Linked DNA regions of Mus musculus: all the other regions are linked to region 1. The links are chromatin contacts, called in public HiChIP or PLAC-seq maps. All regions are on one chromosome and are shown on one strand. Each heading gives the region's core, a stretch centred on a gene start, on an enhancer-like site or on the middle of the called end of the contact. The rest is flanking DNA. Distances are from core to core; before and after follow the strand shown.

What was found. HiChIP or PLAC-seq counts read pairs in DNA pulled down with a chosen protein or histone mark.
Region 2: a FOXA1 HiChIP or PLAC-seq map of pancreatic cancer cells shows a contact between it and region 1. The contact joins two enhancer-like sites. A contact is called at or near these places in 5 of 115 datasets of contacts at active chromatin or transcription factors (astrocytes, embryonic stem cells and pancreatic cancer cells).
Region 3: a contact with region 1 is called in an H3K4me3 HiChIP or PLAC-seq map of bone marrow-derived macrophages, with 6 times the contacts expected there. The contact joins the promoter of Calcrl here to the enhancer-like site in region 1. A contact is called at or near these places in 10 of 39 promoter capture datasets (the C10 cell line, the HPC-7 cell line, cranial neural crest and 5 more), 1 of 484 Hi-C or Micro-C datasets (bone marrow-derived macrophages), 4 of 115 datasets of contacts at active chromatin or transcription factors (the NIH/3T3 cell line, bone marrow-derived macrophages and microglia) and 2 of 9 other capture datasets (liver and macrophages).

Annotation. Positions count from the first base shown.
Region 1 is chr2:83,743,164-83,745,793 of GRCm38.p6, forward strand. All of the region lies in intron 2 of Itgav (integrin alpha V), which reads left to right. It also overlaps the pseudogene Dnmt3l-ps1. Among named protein-coding and RNA genes, the nearest start is that of Itgav, 20 kb to the left of the region's middle. Within about 2 kb of position 1,333, at least 110 of the 459 cell types and tissues checked have an H3K27ac peak or open chromatin away from gene starts, as enhancers often do. A contact at or near this core is called in the NIH/3T3 cell line, bone marrow-derived macrophages, microglia and 1 more, where this site is marked.
Region 2 is chr2:84,633,774-84,636,403 of GRCm38.p6, forward strand. All of the region lies in intron 1 of Ctnnd1 (catenin (cadherin associated protein), delta 1), which reads right to left. Among named protein-coding and RNA genes, the nearest start is that of Ctnnd1, 16 kb to the right of the region's middle. Within about 2 kb of position 1,303, at least 290 of the 459 cell types and tissues checked have an H3K27ac peak or open chromatin away from gene starts, as enhancers often do. A contact at or near this core is called in pancreatic cancer cells, where this site is marked.
Region 3 is chr2:84,423,944-84,426,573 of GRCm38.p6, forward strand. It overlaps Calcrl (calcitonin receptor-like), which reads right to left and starts at 1,323. Exons shown (of 16, transcript NM_018782.2): 1 at 1,127-1,323.

The DNA of each region.
Region 1 (2,630 bases), core at 83-2,582:
AACAGGTTTATGGTTGGGGGGTCACTACAACATGAAGAACTGTATTAAAGAGTCACAGTATTAGCAAGGTTGGGGACCAACTATATTAAGGGTCACAGGTCAGGCAAGTTGAGCACCACTGCCCTAAGGAAGCCAGGCCTTTTAATATTTAATGTAATGTAATTTATTTATTTATGTTTTGAAGACAGGGGTTCTACTTGCTTGAACAGGCAGCCCTCAGACTCTTGATTTACCAGCCTCGGTGTCCTGAGTGCTGGGGTTACAGACTTGCATCACAATGTCTGCCTTAAATTAGTTTTTAAAATTTCTGCTTACATCCAAAACATATGTCTGATATCTGATGCTTTAAAAACAAAACAAAATGAAAAACCTCTGACCAGTATTCATTTGTTCTTAATAAGTGGTAAATATGTTTTCATATGGAAAAGAACTATGGATTTTAAACTGGTTGATAAGCATAAGACCAAAAATATAGAATTTGCATGTATTTTCTGTGACTTTTCTAGCTTACATTAATCTTGATATCCACAGAGACAAGTCCCTGAGAAGCATTATGGCAGGAAGTATCTTTTTTTCCTTTCCTTCTTTTTTTTGTTTTTTTTTTTGTTTTTTTTTTTTTTTTTTTTTTGTTTTTTCCAGACAGGGTTTCTCTGTGTAGCCCTGGCTGTCCTGGAACTCACTTTGTAGACCAGGCTGGCCTCGAACTCAGAAATCTGCCTGCCTCTGCCTCCCGAGTGCTGGGATTAAAGGCGTGTGCCACCATGCCCGGCTCCTTTCCTTCTTTCTTTTTGAGTGGTGGTGGCACACGCTTTTAATCCCAGCACTGGGGAGGCACAGACAGGCAGATCCTTGAGTTCGAGGCCAGCCTGGTCTAGAGAGTGAGTTCCAGGACAGCCAGGAGTACACAGAGAAACCCTGTCTCAACAACAAAACAAAGCAAAACCAAACAGGATTCCCTCCCCTCCCTCCCTCCCTCCCTCCCTCCCTCCCTCCCTCCCTCCCTCCCTCCCTCCCTCCCTCCCTCCCTCCCTTCCTTCTTTCTTTTCTTCCTTTGTTTCTTTCTTTTTATAACATATAATATATTTTAAGTGGAACACAGACACTTGGGGATGCACATGGGCTTCTCCATGAGGATCTTGTCCACAGCAGTGGGTGCCTCCCATGTCCATAGTGAGCTGCACAGAGGCATCTGCATCTTGGGAACTAAACAGGAGAAACCCTTTTCAAACAAGCGGAAGAAATCGCTGCAGTGGGAAAGGCACAGGGGAAGACTGCCCTGGATCTAGGACAGCCTCCCTTTTCACTGTATGATTCATTGTAAAGAGGAAGTGAGCTCTGAGAAAAATATCTGAAGTATTCTGGTAGGGGGGAGAAGGCAGTTCTCCAGGAGCTCCAGGCTCTGGGTACCAGCGTGGCTCTTGTACTGACTTGGGCTTTCAGGAACTGTTCCTTCCCTGGTGTCAGTGTCTCGTGCATGCTTGCTCCCTCTCACCCCCATGTCGCTGCACACCCATACAGCATTCTGGAGGATCTGCAGCAGACATCCTGAAGGTCATAGCCTCCATCTCGAGTTAGGCTGCTGAGGTTTGGTCATTCTTAGTCAGCAGTGGGTTGCTGACAAACATCCAGAAGAAGGGCTGCAGTCAACCTGGGTGCGGTCATGTGTACTGTAGGACCCGGTGGAATTGGAACTGGCACCAGCCAGGGCAGTGGTCACAGCAGTAGACTAGGGGTTGTGTTGAGCCATTTACACGAAGTCAAAGGGGCCCCATCCTTCCATGTCTCTCCTTGCGATGTTTGTGACAGCTTCTGAGTTCTTCCATCTTTCTCCCTCAAAACCAGATCCACTTCCCCAAAGCCCAAACTCTTTAGCTCATGTTCAATATCCTCCCATGTGTCAGCACATGCCCTGCCTCATCCTTCCACATAGGCACTGCCTTGCACATCTCCCCGAGGTTTGCCCCATCCAGGTGATGGAAGGCCTTTAGCTGGTGGTGCCATGTCCTCCGCCTCTGCAGCAGGCTGCTTTGAGAGAAAGGCAGAGGAAGCAAACCTGGCAGGCCATGACGTTGATTCACTCTGAGGTCCCAGGATCCACCAGGATATCTACTCACTCGAAACAGTAACACTGGTACAGTCAGGGCTATATAAGAACTGGGAGTCCCTGAGCAGGAGATGGAGCTAGCTCTAGTTCAGGTCCTCACAGGAAAGGAAGAGGGTTTCCAGGAACTTGTCCTTATGTGGGAAACATGCTCCTCCCTCAAACAAGGGCTGCTACACGTACACCCTACCCTGGAGACTTCCACGACAGGCAGATAGATGTCTTTGATGTTCTGTCAGCTCACGGTGACTTATCACTTGATGATCTCTCTGCCTAGGAGGTGAGGCTGAGGACAGCAGTTTCCTGGAGTCTACCAGTATCACGTCCATGATATGATCAGCCTTCAGGCTCAGGAAGGGTTTCAGCTATTGCTCTTCCAGGTGGCCGACAGGGTCAGGGGCAAAGCTATCTGGAATCACCATGTTCCAAGAGAGAGGGCCTTGGAGCAAGAGAAAGGTGCCTCCTAGGAACCACTGATGTTGTCTGCTAGAAGGACCTGTGTACCGGGGATGGTATAGGAAGAGGTATT
Region 2 (2,630 bases), core at 53-2,552, 890 kb after region 1:
ACCTGAGCCATATGCACAAAGTCCCTCATTTTTCAAAGCCTTGATGAGACTATCAATAGATACCCCTTCTGTGAGGTTTTGGAAACATCTGTCTTTATGAACAACAGTGCATCTATGAAGAAAGCAGTGACAGGAAGCACGACACTTTAACTATATTAACAGGTAACAGGATGAAATGCTTTCCCATCTGAATGAAAGATAAAACCCAGGCCTAGAGCACAGTGTGCTGCAATCTCCCCATAGAAATTCTCAGCAGAATCTTCTCAGTACCTTCTGATCCAGTACCAACCTGTCTGTAAGGTGGTCTGGCCAGTACCTGTGTGATGGCCATATTCTCTGAAAACCTAGGTGGGCTCCAGCGGCTCTCTGCCCACAGTGCTATGTCTGCTTTGCTATACTAAGTGAACATATCGTAAGTAGCACTGCCGGTAAGCAGCCCTACTCAAGGCCATAGTACTTCTCCCCACACGGGAGGGTAGGAACTTTCTATGCTTCCAGTGTTATGAGTCATCCTAAGTACACAAAAGTTAAAACAAGGGGTTTTATTGTTATTTTTTGAGCAGGATATGATAGTATTACATACTTGTAATCCAAATACAAAAAATACAAGGGAGGCTGAAACAAGAGAATTTCAAGCTAGTCTGGGCTACAGAGTGAGCTCCTATCTTCTCTCTCTCTCTCTCTCTCTCTCTCTCACACACACACACACACACACACACACACACACACACACGTTTGAGGAAGGAAGTAGGGTAGACATGGGCAAGGAGTAGTGGATCCACCCCGAGGGACCTTTGGGTCTTACCTTCCCTTTACAAGGCAAAGCATTCCTCAGTTCTGGGGCTCGTATTCTATACGTTTCTTTTTTGTTGTTTTGTTTTTGTATTTAGAGACGGGGAGTCTCTCCTTGTAGCCTTTCTATCCTTGAACTCAAAGAGATCTGCCTACCTGTGGTCCCCAAGCATGAGCCACCACCTCCCAGCATCTGACTAAGTTTCTTTTTATAAGGAGCAAGTACTCAAATCAAAATCAGGTACTTCTTTATACCAATCACCTACTTTGATTGGCAAGCCTCATCTAGAAATTTAGCAAAAAACAGTCACCCTTATGCCACCTCAAATAAGAAAATCTCATCAAAATATTGTTTTTTAATTATGACATCTCACTAAGTCAAGCGCAAAGATCACAGTTGGGATGAGAAAGAGAAGGAACAAGAAGCAGAGAAGACTGTGCTGGCAGCATCAGACAGAGGGAAGGGATTGTTCTAGCGGTATGTTAGCAATCTGCCTCTAGGGCAGCTGTCCTCCTGGTCAATCAAAGGCGGGTCTGTGTGTGTGCTCAGAGCTAGCCAGCTTAGCAAGAAGTTGAGGACTCAGCCACCCAATCAACAGTGATAAAAGATGCCTACTTCACAGCTGGAATGAAGAGCAGGAAAAACAAAACAAGAAAGAAAGGGGGCAGCAGGAGGAGGACAAACTGTCATGGGTACACTACTTCAATCCCAGGGAACTACCAGCTATGCCCGGTTAGGGGTAAACATTGGCCACCTGCAGTAAGGGGATGCTGAAATCAAATAGGCAGGGTGGGTACTCCTGTGGGTAGCAAGGTGCCACACAGAAAGGCTCCAGGATTACCAGTTTCTTTGCCCCCTTCAAACCCCAAACAACTTCTGCAACCTACATAGTACATCAACATTATCTAACATCATCCATGCCCTCCTAGAATTCCATTCTTAATTAAATCCTAGATCCATAAATAAGCATAGCATACACAAAACTCAGTAAGCTCTTCAATGCTAAGAGATCAAGGCCATTTATATAACTCAAGTGCTGAGATGTAAAAGGCCACAGTCAGATCTCACACCCTCTAATCCCTCAGAGTAGCTAGCTGCTCTGAGACCCATTAGACACAAAGGCTGCTCTCTTCTCAGTAGGGCTCTGCAGCAGAGCCGCTCTCCAGGGACAAAGAGATTTCACAGGAGAACCACAAAGACATCACCCCTCTCTGTTCCCCCACTCCCAGCTTTCTCACTTCCTGTCACAGTAGCACCAGACCACAGTCTCCCAGAAACAAACAAATACAAAGTGCTGGATTCTGGGCTGCAGGCCAACCACATTCCAGGGCATCCTGTCTACCAATCACCAGTTAGAGCTCCTACTTTGCCCTGCTCAGTTCCTTATCGTGTTCAGGAAAACAACCCTCCTCTCAGCCTGAAGCCAACACTACATAGGACAAAGCTCAGGCCTTTAAGAATCAGCAGAAAGATACTATATGCACAGACCTAAGTAAGAGTCTTGGGGGGGGGGGGGTGGAAGAGATTTTTAATATTGTACCTGGCAAATTTTTTCACCTTAAGACACTGAAATAGGGATTTAAAAGCTAAAGCTGCTATTCCAGTCAGCACAGCTACAAGTGGCACCACCACCCCCCCAAGAAAGTGCCATCAAGATGATCACCAACAGTAGAACATGTCACCCATTTCCACTGCTTTTAAACTCTTCAAACTTGCCTACATGTGGAACTGATTCCTAAAGCCGGCCCCACCGAGAACAAACAAAGGCAGCAGACTCCACCCTACAGAAAGGCAGTTTATCAAGTTCTGAGGGCAAAGTTCCTGACTTCCCAAGAGA
Region 3 (2,630 bases), core at 73-2,572, 680 kb after region 1:
CCAAAACTGATATCTCCCATTCCTTAGCAATAACCTGTGATGCCGCTCTGACAGCCACTTGTTAAGTAGGCACTAGCTCCTTAGATTCTCAGGACAGTCTGTACTGTGGCAAGAGAGACCTGCAGCTGCTTCATCTCAGCATCATAGCTGAAAATCTAATTTAATTCCTCTGCTTAATGAGCTAATCCACTTGCTTATCGTGCCTCTGTTTATGTATTTATGGAGACTCCTTTCACACTCTTCCCCCACAAGTTTCCAGTATAATTGAAGTAACACAACTCTAAGCTTAAGAGTTTAAAAACCATGAAGTAATGTAGAAATCACTACATTTTCTTAACCCTGGGCAGTTGTGGGGTTTATGGTTGGTTGGTTGTTGGTTGGGTTTTTTGTTTGTTTGTTTGTTTGTTTTGTCTTGTTTTTGTTTTCCCCTTACCTTATTTGTAAGACACCCATGATCTTAATACAGTGGAGACAATTCATGAACACCCCCCCCAAAAGAAAAAAACCCAATACAAACAACAACAAAAACAAAGGAAAACCAAAAATGGGGTATTTACACAAATCTAGCAACAAAGAACAATGAAAATTCCATTGGTTCCCTAGTTAGAGGTGTAAATGTCAAAAGAAGCGGAAAGCAAACAGAAGTCCAAGCCGGTGGCTTTTCTTCTTAATCCAACTTTGTGTTCAGCCACACAGGAAGACTCTGGAACCCCATAGTCTTCTGCCATCCCTTCCTTAGAATACTGATTATGTGGAAAATTTAAAGACCCTTCCTGGGGTGCAAATGTTTTCCAGCTGTCAGGACTTGAGCTGGTAGTACAACTAACTTTAAAAAGGCATTGTTTCCTGATTAAGGTATTTGTTCAGAAACTTGCCTTATAGCCCGCTCACATCGTTAATAATTGGTAAATTTATTTTCTAAAGTATCACTGTAAATACTCTTATGCACTAGTAGTACATTTTGTATGCATTCTGGAGTAAGACTCTCTAGTATCCCTTTGTAGACTAAATGAAGCGGTTTCAACATTATTTCAATGCCACTTACTAAATTCTTGTTAGAAACATTGTCATAATACTTAAGAATAGTGCTGAGAATACATACGTTTATTTTGAATAATACACTTACCTGGCACAGCTCCTAAGGAAATTCTGTGGGAATAGTCTCAGGAGGGAGTTTGATTTTCTGAGATACTGCACAAGAGTTTCCCGGAGGCGAGGTGTGGAAAGCTTTGCAATGTGGTCCTGCAGGCAGCGTGAGGTCCAGGCAACAGAGCCCGCCGGTCCTAAGGCAGAAGTGCACGCTGCGAAGAGAGGGCTTGTTCTGAGTAGATGGGGAGTGTTGTCAGATTGTAAGCGATCAGCAGCAGAAGGGAAACATCACAGCTTCCTGTTACATCACCCCGCCCCGCCTGCACTTAGTGTTAGGTTACTTTCTTTCTCAAATAGCTTACCCCAGGAAAGGAGCAGCAACTCCCTTCTCACTCTGACAAGAGCAAGAAGCAGCCTGAACAGACAGAGATCCTTTGCTGTATGAACACATTGTTACCAGCAAAAGCTGGCTGCCTTTCACCTAGACTGAGTTCTGTTAGAACTTGCTGCCTGGGATTTGAAGGCGATCTTGGTGTAAAAGAATCAAAGGAGTTAGGAGTGTGGGTGTGTGTCGAATTAAGGTTCACAGAACAACCAGGAACAATTTATCAGTCACATCTTTTTTTCTTAAATGTGCATGGAATTTTGAGCATCAGAATTACTAATTCGGACTCAATTTTGAGCACTAATATCTGATGCAACTCCACAACCAGTTTTGCATGAGAAGATGAACAGGCTTCGGGCTGTCCTTTCTAGGAGTTCCTGAGTTGTATGTCCTGTAAAGCCAGACTGTGTATAGAGTATGAAATCATTGTACATACTTTTAAATATCTGACATAATTATATCATTTTATATAATCTAAACATTATACTAGTTGTACCTCAAAATAACCTTCAAGGAAAGGTGGCTTTAGTTTAACATGATACTATGAAATAATTTCATACAATAAATGAACTTCAATTTAAAAAAAAGTTTTCCCTCTAAACATAATTATATCATAAAGTAAGAAATCATTGCGTATGATCAGGAAAAAAAGCCTATAAACCTGAAATATACTTGTTAGTTTTATATAATATGATAAATTATGAGATTTGGCAATAATCATAACTCCTGAAGCCAGACAGCACTAAAAGTCACATGATCTTTGCATCAAATGTCTCACGTATAAACTGGAAAGGATGGATAAAATAATATAATTTGTCTGTTTAAACTTTGAATCAACATATTTTATAACATTTAGAAAATGGCAAGTTCTAACTAGCTACTACAATCTTGCTGCTTCACCTTGGAGGAACAGACGAATAGCGAAGCTACTACAACCAAGTAGCAGATGAGGAGCTCAAAGTCCTAGCAGATGAGGAACCGCACTAAAGACACAGGGTGCAGAATCTCTGGATATCGTGTTCCTGAAAGACACCGCCATTTTTAAATGTTTCCTATCTTGATCCATGGAGGAGATTTATTGCAGAATCTTTAATTCTGTATATGGATATAGAATAGGATGCATCCGTTTAGAAATATGGGACATAATTGACCATCT